Linked DNA regions of Drosophila melanogaster: region 1 is linked to region 2. Evidence: chromatin contacts called from public Hi-C data. All regions are on one chromosome and are shown on one strand. The core of a region is the stretch at or near the end of the contact, and the rest is flanking DNA. Distances in the headings are between cores, read along the strand shown. Region 1 overlaps Gfrl (Glial cell line-derived neurotrophic family receptor-like). Region 2 overlaps cic (capicua).

Region 1 (3,321 bases), core at 614-3,113, 180 kb before region 2:
CCACCTCTCCTGATGGCGGGCTGCGTTACAAATGAATATTAATTATGGATGGCATGCTAATTCCGTGAATCCATTAATCACAATTATAATTTATGCTGTTGGCTTTCACCTTTTTTACGTGTTATAATTTTCACATTTTTATCGAACAACTTCTACACTGGCACTTGGCTGCCCATTTGGCTCATTAACATTCGCACGGATAATAGAAATTTAAGTTGTAAAATCAATAAAGTGCCACATTAATTATTACAACAACAAAAATAATGGCAAGGACAATGCAATCACGCGACGCTAATAAATCCCTGGGGTTATGTACAAATCTGGGAATAATTAATGTGTGAACTCGAAATGGCATTCGTAATGACCCATACCATAATGGATATTATAATTGCATAGGGCGGTTGAGATTGTCACACTCGCATTAGCATTAGGCTTTGCCAAAAGGTTGCATAATCGCAGATTATAAATACAAAAATTGAATGAAATTATGTAAATTGTGGAAGTCACAAGAATTTAAGGAAATACATTGAATTCGAATTAGTCCTTGGATACATTTAGCCTTACTTACTCTTATGTTGAAGTGTTGAATGCAGCAAAAGGATTTTCATGTTTGGTTACTAAGATCCAATAAAATATACTATAATACAGTAGTTAAAAATTTTCTCCTTCAAAGTTAACCATGTATATTTATAATCTTATCTCATTCACCTTCGGCAAATTGAACTTATAAAAACCAACAGAAGCTGTTTTTAAGCAACATCATAATTTTATTTATGCTAGAGTAGCTTGACAAATGAATTTTAAGCACTTCCGGCTGACTTTGGGCCCAATCAAAATATGCATAATTTGCATTTCGCAATTTACATTTGCATTTGCGAAGATGCAGCCGGCCACTTTTATGCTTGACACTGGCAGCATAATTGTTCAGTTTACATTTCGTATTTATTATTTGATTTTCTGCCATTTCATTATCCTCTCGAACGGCGCTTTCAGCTCGTTGAAAATAGTGAAATTGTAAATATTTTTCCGTGTCACCGTTTACTTTATTTTCCTTTGGCAATTATTCAGCTGTTCGCTTCAATTTCAATAATTAATTGAACAAATTGTACTTCTCTCTCTCGATTTCAGCTGAACAGTAGACAACGTCCGCTGATATCTGGATTCCATTTGTACTACAACCAATGACAACATGCTGAAACCATTCGCCGTGATTATCGGAATTTTTTATTTAGGTGAGTCCTTTCGAAAGTCCTATCTTCCACTTTCAGGCGTTCGGTCGTTCAGCGCGTATTATTAATTGCAATCGTTAAATGGAATTTCGACATGCGAAATATGCGGGCGAGCGAAAGTTAATTAATCACATTTGCCGCTAAACGATTTGTGTTCAAAGAGTTTTTGCTCATTAAGTCGATTCGAGAGCTAAATACATTTCTGAAGGATTCAACGTATTTTATGCTAACGAAAAAAATATTTTAAAATCAGTTGTCGTTTATTCAGTAATCATCTTATTTGTATTTGTACGTGTGGTGAAAGTGTTACAGTTTGGGAGGCACTAATATTCAAACTTTGTGGCTTTGAAACAGGATATTTAAACACCGCACTGCTTAGTATAAACGAACTTTTCAAGGCAGTGTAAAAAAGCTTCCGCCAGGGTCCCTTAAAGAGCTTTCAACCGCTTATTGCAAAGAGCTTTGATAGTAGTAAAGTAAAAAGCTTCAAGCTTGTTTGTGACTATTCTTAAAAGCTAATATAGCTTATGTTTAGCCGATTCATGAACCTTTTGCATTCCTAGAAATCAGGGTGGCAGCGTCCGACATCCTTGTATGTTATGATGGCAGCGCAGGACATCCTTTGCATTTGGGATGGCAGCGCTGACCATCCTTATATACCAAGGTGGCAGTGCCCGCGATCCTTAGAAATCAGTATGGCATCTTAGAAAATACCGAAAAAATATCGGAGACTGCCGCGAAGATACGTTATTTTCAAATGTTATTATCGACTTAGGATACTAAATATAGCAGACATAGACAAATTCCAAGAAATTATAACGCCACTAAAGATTCCTTACTAAAAGCTGACAACTGCATCGTGATTTAAGTGCGACCTCTGGCCGATGTTGTGAAATCAATCTATTAAATGTCCGTGAATTCTTAGAACGCTTATCAACGAAATACCTTTATAGCATAACTTTAATCGCCCTTCAATCGCCAGACTTTTGCGATTAGAATGCCTGAATGGCTGTGGTAAAAACCAACACATAACGGCAAACTATAATTATGTTTATCTTAATTATATTGCGTGACGCAAGTTTCTTATTAACCGGCAACAAAGTCACAAAGTCAGCAACAATTTACCATGTTTATGGGCGGCGGGGCCAAAGCCCCAAGGAATTATTATTACATGCAAGTGGGCCCTGGGCCCACCCACAGCCTTTGGAGTCGCGTGAGCAATCAGAGCACAGGTGGGCAAATCACCAGAAAGCCAGAAAGTGGCCAAGCCAAGTGGTCACTGCCGAGTGGCGCCTTTGTTCACCTGCTCCTTGTGGAGCACACAGCACTTTATTTGCATATAAAACGTGTGACGATGAGAGCTGGGGCAAACGCGTTTCTAATGGAGCCACAACAACTGGCACGGGGCTGGCTGTTCTTGATTTCTTGCGCCTTGCAGCGCAGAAAAGTATGCTAAGAAATTAAGCACATTGGTCATTTTCATTTGCGTGCCAGCGAGCTGTTTTGGGGCCACGCGGCGTATGCGCAATGCCAAGAAAATGCCTCGACTCCAGCGACACACGCAAAAAAACAAAAACTGCAGGTCATTACCTTGATTTGTGGCGACTTTTGAGAGCCACCCACACAGTTTCCAGCAGGAGCCATACGAATTTCGCACTTAACTTTCAGCGGGCCTCATCATTTATGCTAATCAAAGGCATTCTAAAACCGCTCGTCGATAGTTCAAGTGTCCTGCTATAAATCAAAATAATTAAGTCGCCTTAGACTGACTTGAGTCGCAATGCGGCGGGGTCCACAAAGTGACTGGCATTAACCAAAACTCCCAAGTGGGGCTCTAATAAGCTTGAGACAGCGCTAATTTTACCCTCATTAAACAAGCTGACATGCCAGGCCCAGGGCCGCATCACAACCAGGACCAGATTGGTGGCTCACAGGACGCCACGATGCCAGCTAACGGTTTAGAGAGCTCAATAAACTCAAAGGGCTGGTCGACGTCCTTCGTTCCTTTTCCATCCTTCCGCCTGATGCCTTCCTCAGCCCACAAATTTCCCCCCTTTAACCCCTTCGATTGCCATGCCAGCTAGCGTCGCCA
Region 2 (3,599 bases), core at 981-3,480:
CACGCAGACACGGGCATCCAGCGTAATCTAATCGAAAAAGGGGAAATGACCTTAGCATTTAGGGCGACAAAAGAGACCGTATTCGGAGTACTCACATCCGCCATGGGCGGGCTGGCATCGAGTATCACATGGTTACGACCCTGGTGCAACACATCCGTATATAACAGTAATCCCAAGTCGGTGGAATCGAATTCCACGAGTATTGAGTCGGGAGACGCCTCCTGGGCGTGGCGTATTATCCCGGGTGCATAGTTATTCTGGATTTTGGCTAGGACACGCGTGTTGTTCCACTCGCTGAGATCGAGCAGGGATTGCTGCTGTTGCTGCTGCTGGTGTTGTTCCTGTAAATGTTGCTGATTGTTTGAGTTAAAGCTAAAACGTTGTTGTTGTTGCTGTTGTTGCTGCTGCTGCTGCTGTTGGTAGTAGACGGCGGTTGTGGGCGTGTGTGTGCGTTGTTGATGATTGATTGTGGCTGCGTGACTATTGTTGCCGCTGGCAACATGTTGCTTGTAAGTACTACCGCTGGCATGTTGCGGGGATGCAATGATAATACGTTGCTGCTGCTGCTGCTTGATATCGCTGCTGCTGTGACTGCTGTTGTTGCTGCTGCTGCTGTTGCTACTGTTGTTGCCGGCGCCTGCACCGCAACTCACGATCATGCGATGCTGCTGATTGCCGTTGGCCAGGCCATCGCCGTTCCCAGTTGTTTCGGCGGGTTTCTGCTGCTTCTGCAGACTCACTTGCTGCTGCTGCTGCTGCTGGGGATGCTGCTCGGTCTTGTCCAGCTCGGCTGGATCGAACTTTCGCTTCTTGGGATGCTGCCGCGGCTGAGGTGGTTGCTGTTGCTGAGGTGTGCTGCAGGTTGCTGCAGTTGCGGTTGTTGTCTGTAGGTGCGGCTGGAACAGCACATGTTGTTGCTGCTGCTGCTGTTGTTGGTGTTGCTGGTGCTGCTGCGTTGCTGTTGACTCGGCGGCTGCTGTTGTTGTTGCTGTTGGTATACCGGCGATCGTTGCTCCCGTTGCTGGTATCACCATTTTGTTGGCGGCAACAACAAATACTTGTTGCTGCTGCTGTTGCTGCTGTTTGTTTGTTATGACATAAGTCTCGGCTGCGGCAATCGCGACTGCTGCTGCTCCATGTGTTGCTGTTGCAGTTGCATTGGCAGCGCTGAGCATCGTAGCTGTGGCAGCAACATGTGTGTGGCTTGTTCTCGGGGGGAGGAGTGGGTGCAGCAGATGATGATTTTCCTTCGGCTTCCTTGGATTGGTGTTGCTACTGCAACGGCGGTGACATCAGCAGCATCCTTCCTGCAATCGAAGCGAAAGGCGAGAAAATTTGTTAATTGGGTTGACAACAGAAAACCATTAAAATCAACGACGCCGTTGTCGATGTCATTTCATAATTAGTGTAATCCGCATCCGGACAACCCTGACATCCTGCCCACGATCCACAGGACTCGCAGAAACTCTGGCGCCCGACGTCGGGCCATAAAATTCAATCTCGTCCGACTAGGGGTCTCTCTCTCATTCCTTCTGAGGGTGTCTGTCTGTGTGTGAATTTGCGACAACGACAACGGAAACATTTTAATTTGCACAGACGTCCAGTGGTCTGGGCTGGCTTGTGGGCGGTGGGCGTGGCTGCAGCCGGCATTTAAAAAAAAGAATGAAAATGAATATAAATGACACTTGAAACATTTTATGCCAAAGCCGCACAGACTGACGGACGTACAGTTGCACAAAAAGTCAAAATCATCCGGCAACCACAAATACACCCGCACACAGAGAGCGGAGCAATTGTAGGTCCACTTGCAACAGCCTCGAGTTTTTCAAACGGGGGCGAAAATATGGTGTATGCCAGGTTACACAACCACATGGCAATGAATATTTCCGAAGAAACTTCATCACCTCATTACGATTCATGCAGTAGCTTGTACGGTTTATTGGCTATTATTATGCATTCCTAGTGATTCTGTCCTAGTTTCCATCATTATAACGTGTTGTTACACTTTAGATGGGATTATGTTTGATGTAACCCCAATTTCTATACTAAGTGAGGAAACAGCATTTTAATATGAAAATCAAGTAAAATATAATGTAAGAAGTTTAAAATGCCATATATTAATCTGCCAACTAATAGAACTTATTATCCATCTCGTTCACCAATTAATTTCACCCAATTCATCAGACGAAGCGGCTCACAAAAGTGTTGCATACTTCTGGGCATGATACGTATACGACCGTTAGGCAGAGTTGCCACATCTCGGTGGCAGCGACTGCAAATACGGCTTATCGCAGCAGGAGCAACTCCTCCAATGCCATTTCCATTTTCAATTTGATCCCCGTCGTCTGCCATCCACAATCCGCATCCATCTACATCGCCCCATCTGTAGCCCTGACTTAGGTCGGTTGTGTGTAGGCGTAATTGCGGGAAATGACTGCCACGCCCATTGTGGGCGAGCTCTTAAACCCATACACACGTACTATGCGATACCACACCACCAATGCAGGCGCACACGAATACAGTGGGAACGAAGCTAAATTGAAGCTACGTAGCAACCAGGAATGAATATAGAAATGAAGGGAAAAAATGAAAAACCTGCAGCCTTGGCCATATTGTTGTTGCAGTCAGCAGTTGTTGCTGATGCGCGGGACAAGTGCAATGATTGCTTTATTTTCCCTTTTCCCCTCCCCTTCCCTTCACACAACCAATTTTTTCCAGCTCGCTTTTCACAACTTTGCTTTTCATTACTGCGGCCAGGGCTTTCGCGCTTTCGGTTGCTAGGCTGCCACCAGCGACTTGCAATTGTTAGGAAAAATCCACAAGGGCGGCGTTGCAGAAGCGAGAAGAAGTCGCTCAAAGGTGGCAGACACGGTGTCTGGTACAGTTGTTGGGGCAAGCGTGGAAAGTGCCAGCACACACTGCGAAAAAACAGCGAAATGTTAGGCGGGAAAACGTGCTGGAAGGGCACTACTTATGTCAACACTTCTTAAATAGAGAAATACTACGAAAGTAATCCCATTCTTTGCAAGAAATAATGATTGAAGGTGATAAGTTTTTATATTTCAATACCCTCCTAAATTTCTTTCAGTGCCATTGACGGATTTTTGAGGAATCAAGAAAATTCTGCGTCAGAACGGCAGTAAGCTGAATATGGTGCCTCAGATGACGACTGAGCCTCAGGATCAGGCTAAAAACTCGACTCGCGATTAGTTGGACACATGCTTACATGCACACACCATTACGCCGTCAGCATGCTCCCCCCCTTCCATAAGCCACACCCCCCCCCCCACACACACACACACACACACTCTCACAGCCGCACAACACAGTGGCAAGCTTATGCACATATTTATAAAGCTTTTATGTAAATAACTGCATATCTTCTATATTTGTTCATGCGTTGCAGCACAGGGCGTGTGTGGGTGTGTTCTGGGTGCTTTTGTGTGTGTGCTCAGTCACAGAAAACGACATCAAGGGGTGGGTAAGGGGGTCAGCTTGCTACCGATGCGTGCCTAAGTAAATCTAACCATATCCAGCGCTCTTAACTTTATTTTGATGGCTGCGAGTCCGGATCTTGTGTGCACTTTACAGCTTCCAAC

The links. Hi-C and Micro-C count contacts between places; a contact is called where the count stands out from the background.
Region 1: a contact with region 2 is called in a Hi-C map of the Kc167 cell line, with 4 times the contacts expected there. The contact joins two enhancer-like sites. A contact is called at or near these places in 3 of 107 Hi-C or Micro-C datasets (the Kc167 cell line and the S2 cell line).

The regions. Positions count from the first base shown.
Region 1 is chr3R:20,462,918-20,466,238 of dm6, reverse strand. It overlaps Gfrl (Glial cell line-derived neurotrophic family receptor-like), which reads left to right. Exons shown (of 21, transcript NM_001300495.1): 3 at 1,129-1,232. The coding sequence starts at 1,190. Among named protein-coding and RNA genes, the nearest start is that of Gfrl, 20 kb to the left of the region's middle. Within about 2 kb of position 1,863, at least 30 of the 39 cell types and tissues checked have an H3K27ac peak or open chromatin away from gene starts, as enhancers often do. A contact at or near this core is called in the Kc167 cell line and the S2 cell line, where this site is marked.
Region 2 is chr3R:20,285,657-20,289,255 of dm6, reverse strand. It overlaps cic (capicua), which reads right to left. Exons shown (of 18, transcript NM_001275826.1): 2 at 96-1,307; 3 at 1-27. The coding sequence starts at 1,175. Among named protein-coding and RNA genes, the nearest start is that of CG4367, 18 kb to the left of the region's middle. Within about 2 kb of position 2,230, at least 28 of the 39 cell types and tissues checked have an H3K27ac peak or open chromatin away from gene starts, as enhancers often do. A contact at or near this core is called in the Kc167 cell line and the S2 cell line, where this site is marked.